Linked DNA regions of Mus musculus: regions 2, 3, 4 and 5 are each linked to region 1. Evidence: chromatin contacts called from public HiChIP or PLAC-seq data. All regions are on one chromosome and are shown on one strand. The core of a region is the stretch at or near the end of the contact, and the rest is flanking DNA. Distances in the headings are between cores, read along the strand shown.

Region 1 (2,573 bases), core at 22-2,521:
AAAGAATAAATAAATAAAATCTAAATAAAAAACCTCAGCCCCCCAAATATCCCCCCCCCCAAAGACTAGCCGGACTGTTCATCGGTCCTGTCTCTTATTTTTCATTGATTGCAGGGGCCCCTGCACACGTCAGCAGTCAAGACATGCATGTAGCAGGTCCTGCTGTTGTTTTCAGGGGTCGGGGACCTTGTAGAACAGGGATCTAGAGACAGAGGTGGTACTTGCTGTAGCCAGAGGTGAGGACTTGAGTCGCACTCTTATGGAAGCTGATCAATACCTCTACTTGACTGGACGGCTCCCTGGGGTTCTAAATGAGCAGGCAAACAGATAGACATCAGGAAAGCTGCCCAGACTATATCCAGGCCCATGCTACACTTCACATAGCCCAGTGAGGGAAGTGCGGGTCAGGACCCAGGCACGCCTGGCTCCCTTCTGATCTCATTGGAATATTGTAGCTTATTTACTTGCTCATTCTAAAGTTCAGTGTCTCATCTGCACAGTGGGAATAACAACTCATTATGCAACCGAGAGGTTAGCACAGGGCGTATCTGCACAGGCCTTGCGTTGGGCCATGTATTAAGGGTACTGACTAATCCCCAGCTTGTGCACAGTAGCAAATGAATACACAGATAACTCTGTAGTCTTGTAAGAGGGAGGGAGAGCAGAGGAGATAAGGGATGGCGGGCAGTTTGTGAGAATATGATAATGCTAAAATGCTAGAAGTCAGTCAGTCAGTCTGTCAGTCTGTGTGTCTGTCTCTGTCTCTGTCTCTCTCTGTCTCTCTGTAAGTCTACCTCTGCCTCTCTGTCTCTGCCTCCCTGTCTGTCTGTCTCTGTGCGTGTGTGCGTGTGTGTGTGTGTGTGTGTGTGTGTGTATGTGTGTTGCAGAGGAAAAAAACTAAGATATTCCAGGACATTACAGGTTGTAGATGCAGCCTGGACCAAAGGAATGCAGCCCAGACTAAAGTTAGGTGTCGTGGTTGGTTGGTGCTACTGGCCAGCTTGAGGTAGAATTCCTTGGGAAGGCTTTAGATGAGATGGGCCTATGAGTGTGTTTGGGGGATTGTCTTGAGTGCCTTAATAGGTCCAGGAAGACTGACTGAAAGGAGGCAGCAGCAGTCCTTGGTAGTGTCCCTCTGGGCCGTGTGAGAGTCGAGAAAGCTGGCTGAGCTCTAAGCATGCATGCATTCATGTCTCTCTGCCCCTAACTGTGAACACGATATGATCGATATGATCGGCTGTCTCATGCTTCTCCTGCTGTGGCTTCCCCATGGTGATAGACTTTGACGCGGAAATGGGAAGCAGCACCACCCGGTCTCCTCAGAGTTCTTTGTTGTCAGGGTATTTTATCATAGCAATCGAAATGAAAGCAAGACAAGTGTGTTTGGGGAAGAGGGCTTCCATCTAACTGCCTCTTGGTTATTCCTTGTGTGTGTGTGTGTGTGTGTGTGTGTGTGTGTGTGGTGTCTGTATTATATTTTTCACTGTTCAAGGAAGGGAAAGATTTGCTCTAGCTCACAGGTTCCTGGTAGGGAAGGTCTGGCACTAGGACTCTGGATCTGCATAGACAAATCAGCAGAGAGCTTGAGTCAGTAGTGGGGCTAGTCTAAAATCCCAGATGCCACCCGTGTGTTGCTACCTCACCCAAATAGTCCCCATTTCCCAAGATTCTACAACATTCCAAAAGAGCGCCAGTAGCTGGAAACCCCTGAAAGTGGAATTATTGATGGTTGGGGGCCACTAGGAGCAAGTGTTCTTAACCACTGATTTCATCTCTCTAACTTCCCCTTCCCCCACCCCGTGACTGCATGAGGAGAGTGTAAATTATAGGCCCGGGGTGGGGGCAGTTTGCAGGGAAGTGTGGGCACATTTTGCAGAGAAGAGACCTGGAATTCAGTCTTTCAATCTCAAGGGCTTATTCACCCTTGTAGTCCATTTAGGCCACGAGGGAAGTTGGCTACTCCATGTGTCCTCCCAGAAGCCTCTGGGAACATCACCTGAACATTCTATAAATTAATCCAAACGTTTTAGGAGAGATATCTGTGGGTAAGGCATCAGAGCACTATATGTCATTTTATATTTCACAACCCCGCTCACTGCTAAAAATATATTAAAAATATATATCATATTATATATATAATATGTCATATATATACATATATATATAATAGTTTAGCTATCTGGGGGCTTTTTATTAAAGGACTTAGTGAGTGAGTGTCCTTCTGGGATTATACATCTCTCTCCTTAGCTCTTTCATGTCCATTTGCTTTTATTTCCAGCTTGTGAAGCCCCGTGGGCCTGACACCTACTATCCATGGCTGCCTCTAAGGCTCTTCTCTTACCTTACCTGTTTGCCCCTTGGCACATGTGAAGAACAGGGACTCTTCTCAGAGTCTCAACCCCTGGGGTGGTATTGGCTTCAGTTCCTTCCTTCCTTCGTTCCTTCGTTCCTTCGTTCGTTCGTTCGTTCATTCGTTCCTTCCTTCCTTCCTTCCTTCCTTCCTTCCTTCCTTCCTTCCTGTCTCTGTCTCTGTCTCTGTCTCCTCCCCTCGCACCCCTCCCCTCCCCTCCCCT
Region 2 (2,573 bases), core at 34-2,533, 980 kb after region 1:
GCTGTAATTAGTCCTAGCTAACTGAAAGTAAGCAAAATTGCTCTGTCCAGTTCTTGAAACATATCCAACAGAAGGAAACAGTTTTGTCATCCAATGTACAATCTAAGCATGGAGCATAAGCAAACATTCTGGGATTTAAAAGAGCCTAAATCTTGTGGATGGTTACCATCCACCTACAGACAAGGATGTAAAGGATGCATGTTAAAGAAGAAGAAACAATGAAAATTAACTTTTATTTTCCTTTTTGAAAAAATGACTGGTGTGAGGCACTGTGTCAGGGTAGTACTTGGCGTGTAAGAATGGGGAGCTGAGTTTGAATATCCAGCTCCATGTGAAAAGCCAGGAGAAACAACAAGTGTTGTATGTAACCTCACTGATGGGCAGGCAGAGCCAGGACAACCTCAGGGGCTCACTGGACAGCCAAGCTGGTCAAGTTCAGCAAGAGGTCTTGCCTCATAACATAATGTGAAGAGTGACAGAGACATCTGACCTTGACCTCTAGCTTTTACATGAATGCGTGCCACCATGTACATGTGTGCCCCTCCCCACACACAAATAAATAACAATAACACACAAATAAATAAACAATCCCCAGGGGTTTAAATTTGTATGGCTTATCTTTGAATGTTATTCTGAAGTCTCCATCTGAAACTGGACTGTCCAAATGACTCATTTGCCTTTGATCTTTCTGGATTACAGTAATGTCTCTTGCAAAATCTCTGTAGGTCCAGGTGCTATATATGATAAGGTGAAACTTCACAGTCCTCTGGGCTCTAAAATCTTCTGTCTGAAGACATCTGTGGAGTTGACATTTTCCCCCCTCAGGAGTTAAATGGAAACCAGACAAAAATCAAGTCACTCGAATATAGCCACTGTATACTGTAAAGTGTGTCTGTGTGTCTGTGCGCATGTCTGTCTGTCTGTCTGTGTGTTTGCTCGTATGTCTGTGTCTGTCTATGTGTTCTTGGACAAAGGCAGCTATCTATTTACCTACTCGCTGTTGGTTTTTGTTGTTTATTCACACTGGATGAGAAATTTTAACAACTGAAGAGTTGATGTTTCCCTTAGAAACCAAAGTGATAGTGTATGTGATAGACTTGGAAGGAAGATGTTCAGGAGAACTTTTAAGGCATTTGTAAGCCTTTCAATGAAGGTGCTAGGAACTGAACTCAGGTCCCTTGCAAGATCAGCAAATGTTTTAAAAGCACTGAGCCACTTCTCTAGCCCCCAGAAACCGGAGGATTAAAGATGTTGAGCAATTTTCCTTGGTTATGCAACTCCGAACTAAATGGTGAAACCAAACTCAGACCCAAACACGTTCTCCTTCCTCTCTCAAGTGCTAAAAATACTTACTCCAATTCTGATATCTCCAGAGGATGAAAATGCAGCCTGGACATTACCTAAACAGACGTGTCATTGGAAAGCTTACCCTAACAATGGGATCCTGGCTTCCTGGAACACTTCAGTTGTTAAAATGCCCCTTTGAAGGAAGAAATTTTTCTCTTTAGTTTTATGCCAAAGGTAGAAGAAAAGCCTGCCTTGCCTAGGGCGGTGAAATCACTTCCTTGATAATTTCTACCTCTGAACCCTTCTCCTCCAAAGACTTATATCTTATTCTTCTTTGTCAAGGACAAGGTACAACTTAATGCCTTTCCATGGTTGAATGTGTTAGGTCACTAGAATTAGGTGTGTGGGTGGGGTAGGATGGTACTGAGCATATTGAGAAGTCTCTGTGATGTCTAGTGATGTGGCTATGTAGGGTATGTCTAGCTATGAATCAGGCTGTCCAATGAAAGATAACTAAAGGAAAATATTGAGTATAGTTCCTTCAGAGTCCTCTCTGTGTACCTAAAGCATAGATAATCTGTGAATATAGATGGGGTATCCAGGTGATTTCAGAATGAAAGAAGGTGTTGTTAATAAAGATAAGGTGTGGAAGTCTGGCCCATGCAAAGCAAAAGAATATGCTTGCGTATGTAGGTATGTAACATCTCTCCACTTAGATGTCGCATCTAAAGCAGTATGGCCAGGGGAGACCTTATTGAATATTTTGTACTTTGGGAATTAGTTTGCTGAAATTGATTGCTTAGATTTTATACATAAATCTGCCTTAAACACGTTTAACATGCTGTGTTTAGCATGGAAGCTGATGCAGACAGGCTGTGTGCTCAGCCTTGGGTTTTCCATCCAGTGGGACTATTTACCATCATTGATTGGGTTACTGGCTGAAACAGGCCTTTAAGTCCTTTGAAATGTGATCTCTTTCGCCCTCTGGTGGTTATTACATTAAAAAGTTAAGCAACGCACTGGATGGAGAAATCACAGCATAACAAATACTCAAATACTGGGGTCCCAGTTGGTGTAACCTTTAATTAAAAGCTACAGCCTTTGAATAAGAAATAAAAGCATTTTGTCCGTTTGCAGACTTCTGGGAAGTCAACTGTCTGCAAGTTTTCTCCACCAGGGCCAGGAAGTTGCCCACGCTGCTTTTGTAAACATAATATTCAGAGATCCCAGACATTCTGGCTTGACTGAAGAGGACTGCGCAGTGTTACATTCTCTCTCAGTATTTT
Region 3 (2,573 bases), core at 39-2,538, 830 kb after region 1:
ATATATATATATATATATATATATATATATATATATATATCCTTGCCATTGCTTGTGGCTTAAGTCAAAAAGAAATATCAGTTCAGTCTCTAAGTAATGATGTTGCTTCAGTGATGGCTGGATCTCTCTGGTTCATCAGACAGTTTTCTTATTAATTTTTTAAATTGTAAAATTATATATATGTGTGTGTGTGTGTGTGTGTGTGTGTGTGTGTGTATGTGTATGTATATGTGTATATATGTATATATCTTTGGAAATTTGAAAAACTATGTATTTTGATGTTTTCATTCCTTACTCTGCCCCAATTCTTCTCCTATTTCCACTCCTAAACCCCTTCACTTCCTTCACTTCCTGTATGTATTTTTTAAGACACTGTCTCATAATAGATGTCCTGGTTCTCTGGTTCTTATAATCACCCCACTCTCTCTTTTGTGATGATCCCTGAGTCTTAAGTATACAATTTGTATTATAGGGTTGCGTTGTATTGTTTTATCCATAAAGAATTATATAATACCTGTACTTGTGGAGAGAACAAACGTGAAGGGCACGTTTATCTCCACAGAAGTGATTCGAATTGAGAGAGCTTCAGTAACTGAAGGTCACTTGCTAATGATAAGCATGGTGGCTGCAGAGAAGAAAAGTGGAGAGGCAATTCAGTAGTGGAGTGTTTGCCTAGCATTTGAAAGGAGCTTGGTTTGATCTCCAGAATTGGGGGTCGGGTAAGGTTGTTATTTGTTAGCACAGAAAGGAAGTAGGTAAATCTCAAGTTCTCCAAAGGGGTTATTGTCATGGAAAACTTCATATTATGTATATGCAATCTTAAGATGGTCCTTGCCATTGCTTATGGTTCAGTCTCTCAGTAATGATGGAGCTTCAGTGGTGGCTGGATCTCTCTGGCTCACCAGACAGTTCTCTTATTTTTTTTAATTGTAAAATTAAAACATAATTATATCATTTCCCTTTTCCTTTCATCCCTCCAATTCTTACAATATTTGATTTTCATCTCATATTTATCAGATCTTTCTCATCTTCATGGCCTTTTTATTATATATAGAATAAATATACTCCTAAATATATGAGATATATATATTCCTGAACATATAAATATAACCTGCTTAGTCATGTCATGTTACTTGTTTGTATATGATTTCACAACTGACCACCCACTTGGTATTGAGTAACCAATTAGGTGCTTTTTCTTGTGTCAGACTATTTCTCCCACTCTCAACAGTCCTTAGCTGCTTGTAGTTATTTTGGAAGAGGAAGTGGATAAAAATATAAATCTTGGAGGAACAGGAAGTCAGTTGTGAGATTGTGACTCTTACAAAGGTCAGGGAAGCAATCCCCATGAAGTCTCCCTAATGCTGCCTGAACAGGACCTGGAGAAAGACAACAGAAAGACATGTTAACATGGGAGGGCGATTCTCATGGATTCCCAACCTAGGAAAAGAACTATAGGTATGTGTCTTTGTTAGGTTTCTACTGCTGTGAACAGACACCATGACCAAGGCAAGTCTTACAAAGGACAACATTTAATTGGGGCTGGCTTACAGGTTCAGAGGTTCAGTCCATTATCATGAAGATGAGAACATGGCAAAGGCATGGTGCAAGCAGAGCCGAGAGTTCTACATCTCCATCTGAAGGCTGCTAGTGGAAGACTGATTTCCAGACAGCTAGGGTGAGGTTCTTATAGCCCACACCCACATTGACATACCTCCTCCATTAAGGCCACACCTATTTGAACAAGGCCACACCTCCAAATAGTGCTACTCCCTGGGCTAAACATACACAAACCATCACATTGTGTATTTTAAACACAGATATGTTCTGCATTGTCTTCATTCAGACTATTTCCATCAGACAGCAGAAAATATATCACATCCATGCTAGAATTTCTTCCTATGTTTTACACAACCAAACAAGAAAGATACTCTCCTCTCCTTAGTAGTTCCCAGTTATTCATCTTCACAGATAGCTTGAGTAATAAGTCTATTGTTTGGTCAATCCATGAAGATAATGACATGTAATATCTTTTTAAAGAAGGTCTTGTTATTTTTTTTTCCTAGTATAAATTCACGATTAGCAGAAAACAAAGCTCATTCCATCTATTGCATGGGTTGAAAACTAAAATGAAGCTAGTATCAAAAGAACAGAGAAGCAACTGAGGGCAGGTGACAAAACCAACACAACACACAAACACACACACACACAAACACACACACACAAAACAACACACAAAGGACTATCTTCCCTCCATAGTGAAATACAGATATTGCATGAAGAACACAAGAGTCAAGGGTCAAAGGTGTTTTAAATTTTTATATATCTGATAACGTAAAAGCTTGAAGGCATTTGAAGGATGGGAACTAAAACTAAGGGCCAATGAAATGGCTTTATACCTGATTGAATATAAGTGGTATCAGAAAAAAAGTTACTAATGGGCCTTTTACAGCGTGAAGAGAATCTGTAAGGAAACATTAGGTTAATTGCTCCTGCTGTATTCAGCTGAGCTTATGTGACTATCAGCTGGTCTTACATATATCTTCCTGACTTTATAGACTGACTAGTGAGTT
Region 4 (2,573 bases), core at 26-2,525, 750 kb after region 1:
ATTAAAATAACCAAGAAGATCAGCAAAACATCATCAAAACTAACACATCCGCTCTCGGTTTCAGCAAGATGAGAACAACATTGATATTTGTTATTGAAGCAGATTTGCTAAGCCATGAAGTAATCTTTATATATTAAAAAGTACAGATACTTTGCCAGGTACTGTGGAATTAATCAGAATATTTATTCCACAGGTTTATCAGAAACTAAGTTCAGAAATATGGACCAGTTAAACAGACAAACGGGGTGGGGGTGGGGCTGCAAATGTTTAAATAATGGCTTAAGAATATTGATTTTATAAAATACTAAGTGACTTTTAAGAATGTTGGTTATAAAGTTGGTTGTCAAGGATTATTTGAGGGTTGAGAAACTGCTTTGGGAAGATTGTGAAAGTGTTAAAATGGGGCTTCTTGGGAACAGAATCAATTTTGGACAAATATGCTTGCCATAAAACCCAGTGTCTTAGTTAGGGTTTGACACTGCTGTGAATAGACACCATGGCCAAGACAACTTCCATAAGGACAACATTCAACTGGGACCAGCTTACAGTTTCAGAAGTTCAGTCCATTATCATCGAGGTGGGAGCATCGTAGGGGGAACTGAGAGTTCTAAACCTTCATCCGGAGACTGCTAGGAAAATACTGTCTTCCAGGCAGCGAGGAAGAGGGTCTTAAAGCTCACAGCCACAGTGACACACTTACTCCAAGGCCACACCTCCAAATAGTGCCACTCCCTGGGTCAAACACTACACCCAGGAAACCAAAGACTGAATGGAATCTCTGTCTCTCTGTCTGTTTGTCTGTCTGTCTGTCTGTCTGTCTGTCTGTCTGTCTCTCTCTCTCTCTCTCTCTCTCACACACACACACACACACACACACAAACACACACTTTGATCTGTGAGCAAATTCAGATGCTCAGTGTTTGAAGAGACACCTATCCTTGTTAAGATCAAACCATCACATGACAACATGAGAGCTGAAAATCAACTGAACAGATAAAGTGGACATGCAATTTCAGGACAGAATAAGTACAGAACCCAAGGAGTGGAGAGTTGGAGAGTCTGATAACACCCTCCCCTCCCTGCAACCAGGGATAAACCAAGAAATGAAAGCTGAATGGTTAGTGTCAGCATGCTAACTCTATCCCAGAATCTCTCTCAGTTGACTGTGCTTAGGATGAGAAAGGGGAAGAAAAAACTGCTGCCTCTTTGTGAATAAATGATGCTGGAACACAAAGAGGAAGCACCAGTGTGGAAGCCAGCCTTGCCTTTGCCATATCAGCTCAAGAGAATTTGGAGCATACCATGGGATCCACAGCAGACTATGGCAAGGCTGGCTTCCACACTGGTGCTTCCTCTTTGTGTTCCAGCATCCTTCTATCCTGCCAGCACTTTGTCTGCCCATTGCCTTTCATGTGTCTTTCTGGGTGTCATTACAAATCTGAATCCAAGGACTCAGCCTCAGCCTCAGGGATTTGATAGAGATCTGAAATTATTTGCAAACTGTGTAACTCTTTCTTTTCTTTTCTTTTCTTTTCTTTTCTTTTCTTTTCTTTTCCTTTCCTTTCTTTTCTTTTCTCTCCTCTCCTCCTCCTCCTCCTCCTCCTCTCCTCCTCCTCCTCTCCTCCTCTTCTCCTCCTCCTCCTCTTCTCCTCCTCCTCTTCTCCTCCTCCTCTTCCTCCTCCTCCTTCTCTTCTTCTTCTTCTTCTTCTTCTTCTTCTTCTTCTTCTTCTTCTTCTTCTTCTTCTTCTTCTTCTTCTTCTTCCTCTCTCTCCCTCCCTCCCTCCCTCCCTCCCTCCCTCCCTCCCTCCCTCCCCCCTTTTCTTTCTTTTCATTTTTGTAGGAAGTAGGTTCAAAGATGGGACAAATGGTCCCAAAGGATCAACTTTCTGTGTGAAGCTCACCACCTATAATCTGACTCTATGGGACATAATCCTACACCTTATTACCCGTTGATCCCTCCAAGATTGGCTTGGGTCTTTTTTCATCTCCTGAAAATGTATCCTGCCAATTTTATGAGCTAACCTACACTCTATCTGTTCTTTAAACAAGCAGAGAAAGGAGGGGCTACCTTGTCCAAGAAGAAACTGTCTCTTTTGCCTTCAGGTCTTAGACACTATCCTCACAGTGATCAAATAGCAGCAGCTTAATTCTGTGGCACCGGACACTAGGTGTGTTCACATGTATGTGCAGGTGCACATGCACCTATGTTCATGGGTGAAGATCCTGAGCAGATGTCTGTGTCATCTTCAGCCTCACCTCACTCTATTCATTAAGGCAGAGTCTCTCACTTGACCCCAAATAGCCAGCTTGTTTTGGTAATCCCTTGGCTCTGCCTCCTAAGTGCTAGGATTACGGACTGGCTGCCTACATGGAGATCCTAATTCAGTTCCTTATACTTCTGTGGCAAGTGCTCTAATCACGGAACAAGTCCCACAGCCTGGCACCTACTATTTTTAAACCAACCATCCTTTTTTAAAAATAAATTAAAAGCAGTAAGTGTCATGTGAATGGAACTAATTAGAATCATGTGAATCTTCAAAGACTGCCACAGCACTAGAGGACAAGTAAGAAGG
Region 5 (2,573 bases), core at 55-2,554, 590 kb after region 1:
GGCTTCTTGCAGCTCAACCCTGGAGGTTATTTTTCCATGATGTAATAGACCTTCTAGACGCCTTTGAAAGAAAACTCACTGGCAGATCTGTCTGAATTGGAGTGCTGCTGAGATCATCTGCACAGGCTGAAAATGTGTCCTGCAGGGACAAGGGTTTTGATACGAGAAGCATTAGTTATGAGGGCTGTCGTTGTTGTTGCTTGCAAGGAAGAGAAAGTATATTCACACTAGGTCATGTGTAAATCCATGCTGTTTTTACTGGCTCTTAACCCTTTTCCTTCCAGGAATTGTTAAGTTCCTCTGCAGTCATATATCAGCCCTTGGGTATGTTCTCACCAAGGGTGACTGTTTGACGGTAAGGCCTCTCTCGGTAGCCCAACAGAATAGAAGTCAGGTCTTGCAACTGGTTCCCTGGAAATTACGTAAGAGAGATAAATGCCCTGGTATTTCAGAAAGGAAATTATGAAACTTTCATCAAACATGGATTCATATGCTCTCTTAAACTCTCTTGTGAGGAAAAAAATGTTCTTGAAGGAGTATTTAATGAAGTCATGGATAAAGGTTTTTGCAGGAGAGAGCTTCAGGTCTTAACTACTAGAAATAGACTCCAGATCAAATTGTTTTCAGAGGGAGATCTGGAAGGATGTCAGTACCCAGGAGAAAGAAAGTACAAGGAGTGGTCTTTCTTTAGTCTATCCTGCTCTTCTTTATTCTGTTCCCCTTCCTTGTTGCTCTGGTCTCCTCTTCTCTTCCACTCCTCCCCAACCTCCTCTTCCCCACCTTCCTTCTTCTATCTTCCTCCTCTCCTCCTTCTCCTCTCTCCTTTCTCCATGTCTTACCTACAAGTCAACTCATTCAGAGTTGTTTTCCATTATGACAAAACATTCCCAAACCAATCTATTTTCTGCCCAGGCTGAATTGTTTCATCCTGTGAGTCTGGCTGTGCTTAGAGTGTCAGATGTGCCTGGTGCTTTTCTGGCATGTTCCACCGACATGTGACAGTTTTGGATGAAGCTTGAATCATGGAACCATTGAGCTTCATTTACAGAGATGCAAAAGTGTAGTCACAGTAGAGCACAGGCAGCCTTACCTGGATCTCTGCTACATTTGGGGTTTTATTTTATTTGAGTCGTAGAATAGCGCAGTGGCCACGGAGAGGGGACAGGAGTGGAGGTGAGTGACAGACATAAAAGGGAAGAAAGTAGAATACTGCAAGCAGTAAATGAATTTCTGTGTGCACACCAGTGAGGGAGGACCAGTGACTCATTCTGAGACCAGGTTTAAGGAGACTTTTAGAAATCTCCATCATGTTGCCTGGATTTCGCAACTATGGGGATACAGCATTGATGACTAAGCTCAAGCCCAGGGTGCTAACTGACATTGTGGCCAGGCCGATGTTCTGATCACTCCTAGAAAGAAATAGAAAGAATATTGTGATTGTGTTCTTCTCTATGGGGGCTGCCTGAGCTGCCTGTCCTTGGCTTGTGTGTTACTGGAAGGCTGAAATCATTTAGCCTTGGTAGGTGATTCAGCCTTCCAAAAATTTCTGAAGGAGGTGTCAGTATATATTTAGAATTCTTCACACTTTCAATGTAGAAGAACTGTGTGTGCAGGGTGCACTGGGTTAGTAGGCGACTTTTAAAGATGCAGATTGTGAAATGTAACTGGGCTTAAAAGCATCTTGAAATCAGATTCGAGGAAGGACATTTCTCAAATGGAGAATCTTTGAGCTGACCTTTTTTTTTTGTCACAACATAACATTGCAAATCAAAGCTTGGTTGTTCCCTTTCCTTAGTGGAGTTTTGCATCTCTCTCTCTCTCTCTCTCTCTCTCTCTCTCTCTCTCTCTCTCTCTCTCTCTAATGTATCTAGTATATCCCTTCGTTAATGTATATTAAAAAGGGATCTTGTTTTTACATAAAAATAATGTTCAAAAAGAGCAATAGCTTTGGGGTTTGACATTTTCCCAAGTCGGAAATCCATCATTTCTCAGGAAGCGATTTGGAAGCACGGCTGACTGCATGTGTTAACACATAAACAACGTTTAATCTCAGCAAATTCGAAAACCAGTTCTCCTAATTGGAGTTCTATTGGCCAAGGTGCCTTAACAGCCACTATGCTTCTTCGTGTATTTCAGCGAGCTGGCAGGGAAATGGCCAACAGACTGCAGAAAAAGGCATTATTTATAGTGTCAGTTCTTGCTTTGCGAAAACGTGGTGACTCAGTTATGCAAACCACATGAAAGAATAGACGGCTGTACAAATGAACGCTTCCGAAGAGATCGTTGCTGATAAAATACAATCAGGAGCTGGAGTGCTGGTGATAGAATGTAAGTCTGTTAGGGATTTAGAGTTCACTGCTAACCTCAGAAACAATTTCTGAAACACTTGCTTATGTGTGGGACTCATTTAAATGTTATGAACACTTTAAATGGAGACACTTCAGCTCGAGCAGGAGTACAAGAGAAGAAATTTCTGGATTTGATCTTCATAAGTCTATTAAAATATCAAAGTACTTATAAAATAGGCAATGCTGTTATTTGAAATTTTAAAATCATACCATACTCTTACATTT

What was found. HiChIP or PLAC-seq counts read pairs in DNA pulled down with a chosen protein or histone mark.
Region 2: a contact with region 1 is called in an H3K4me3 HiChIP or PLAC-seq map of bone marrow-derived macrophages, with 5 times the contacts expected there. The contact joins two enhancer-like sites. A contact is called at or near these places in 1 of 484 Hi-C or Micro-C datasets (bone marrow-derived macrophages), 1 of 115 datasets of contacts at active chromatin or transcription factors (bone marrow-derived macrophages) and 1 of 9 other capture datasets (macrophages).
Region 3: a contact with region 1 is called in an H3K4me3 HiChIP or PLAC-seq map of bone marrow-derived macrophages, with 5 times the contacts expected there. The contact joins two enhancer-like sites. A contact is called at or near these places in 1 of 115 datasets of contacts at active chromatin or transcription factors (bone marrow-derived macrophages) and 1 of 9 other capture datasets (macrophages).
Region 4: an H3K4me3 HiChIP or PLAC-seq map of bone marrow-derived macrophages shows a contact between it and region 1, with 4 times the contacts expected there. The contact joins two enhancer-like sites. A contact is called at or near these places in 1 of 115 datasets of contacts at active chromatin or transcription factors (bone marrow-derived macrophages) and 1 of 9 other capture datasets (macrophages).
Region 5: a contact with region 1 is called in an H3K4me3 HiChIP or PLAC-seq map of bone marrow-derived macrophages, with 6 times the contacts expected there. The contact joins two enhancer-like sites. A contact is called at or near these places in 2 of 39 promoter capture datasets (hippocampal neurons and liver), 2 of 115 datasets of contacts at active chromatin or transcription factors (bone marrow-derived macrophages and stem cell-derived neural progenitor cells) and 2 of 9 other capture datasets (liver and macrophages).

Annotation. Positions count from the first base shown.
Region 1 is chr11:110,462,795-110,465,367 of GRCm38.p6, forward strand. All of the region lies in intron 1 of Map2k6 (mitogen-activated protein kinase kinase 6), which reads left to right. Among named protein-coding and RNA genes, the nearest start is that of Gm39446, 13 kb to the right of the region's middle. Within about 2 kb of position 1,272, at least 41 of the 459 cell types and tissues checked have an H3K27ac peak or open chromatin away from gene starts, as enhancers often do. A contact at or near this core is called in bone marrow-derived macrophages, where this site is marked.
Region 2 is chr11:111,443,713-111,446,285 of GRCm38.p6, forward strand. No RefSeq gene overlaps it. Among named protein-coding and RNA genes, the nearest start is that of Gm30158, 67 kb to the right of the region's middle. Within about 2 kb of position 1,284, at least 11 of the 459 cell types and tissues checked have an H3K27ac peak or open chromatin away from gene starts, as enhancers often do. A contact at or near this core is called in bone marrow-derived macrophages, where this site is marked.
Region 3 is chr11:111,289,528-111,292,100 of GRCm38.p6, forward strand. No RefSeq gene overlaps it. Among named protein-coding and RNA genes, the nearest start is that of Gm30158, 220 kb to the right of the region's middle. Within about 2 kb of position 1,289, at least 27 of the 459 cell types and tissues checked have an H3K27ac peak or open chromatin away from gene starts, as enhancers often do. A contact at or near this core is called in bone marrow-derived macrophages, where this site is marked.
Region 4 is chr11:111,209,491-111,212,063 of GRCm38.p6, forward strand. No RefSeq gene overlaps it. Among named protein-coding and RNA genes, the nearest start is that of Kcnj2, 140 kb to the left of the region's middle. Within about 2 kb of position 1,276, at least 5 of the 459 cell types and tissues checked have an H3K27ac peak or open chromatin away from gene starts, as enhancers often do. A contact at or near this core is called in bone marrow-derived macrophages, where this site is marked.
Region 5 is chr11:111,054,062-111,056,634 of GRCm38.p6, forward strand. No RefSeq gene overlaps it. Among named protein-coding and RNA genes, the nearest start is that of Kcnj2, 11 kb to the right of the region's middle. Within about 2 kb of position 1,305, at least 32 of the 459 cell types and tissues checked have an H3K27ac peak or open chromatin away from gene starts, as enhancers often do. A contact at or near this core is called in bone marrow-derived macrophages, where this site is marked.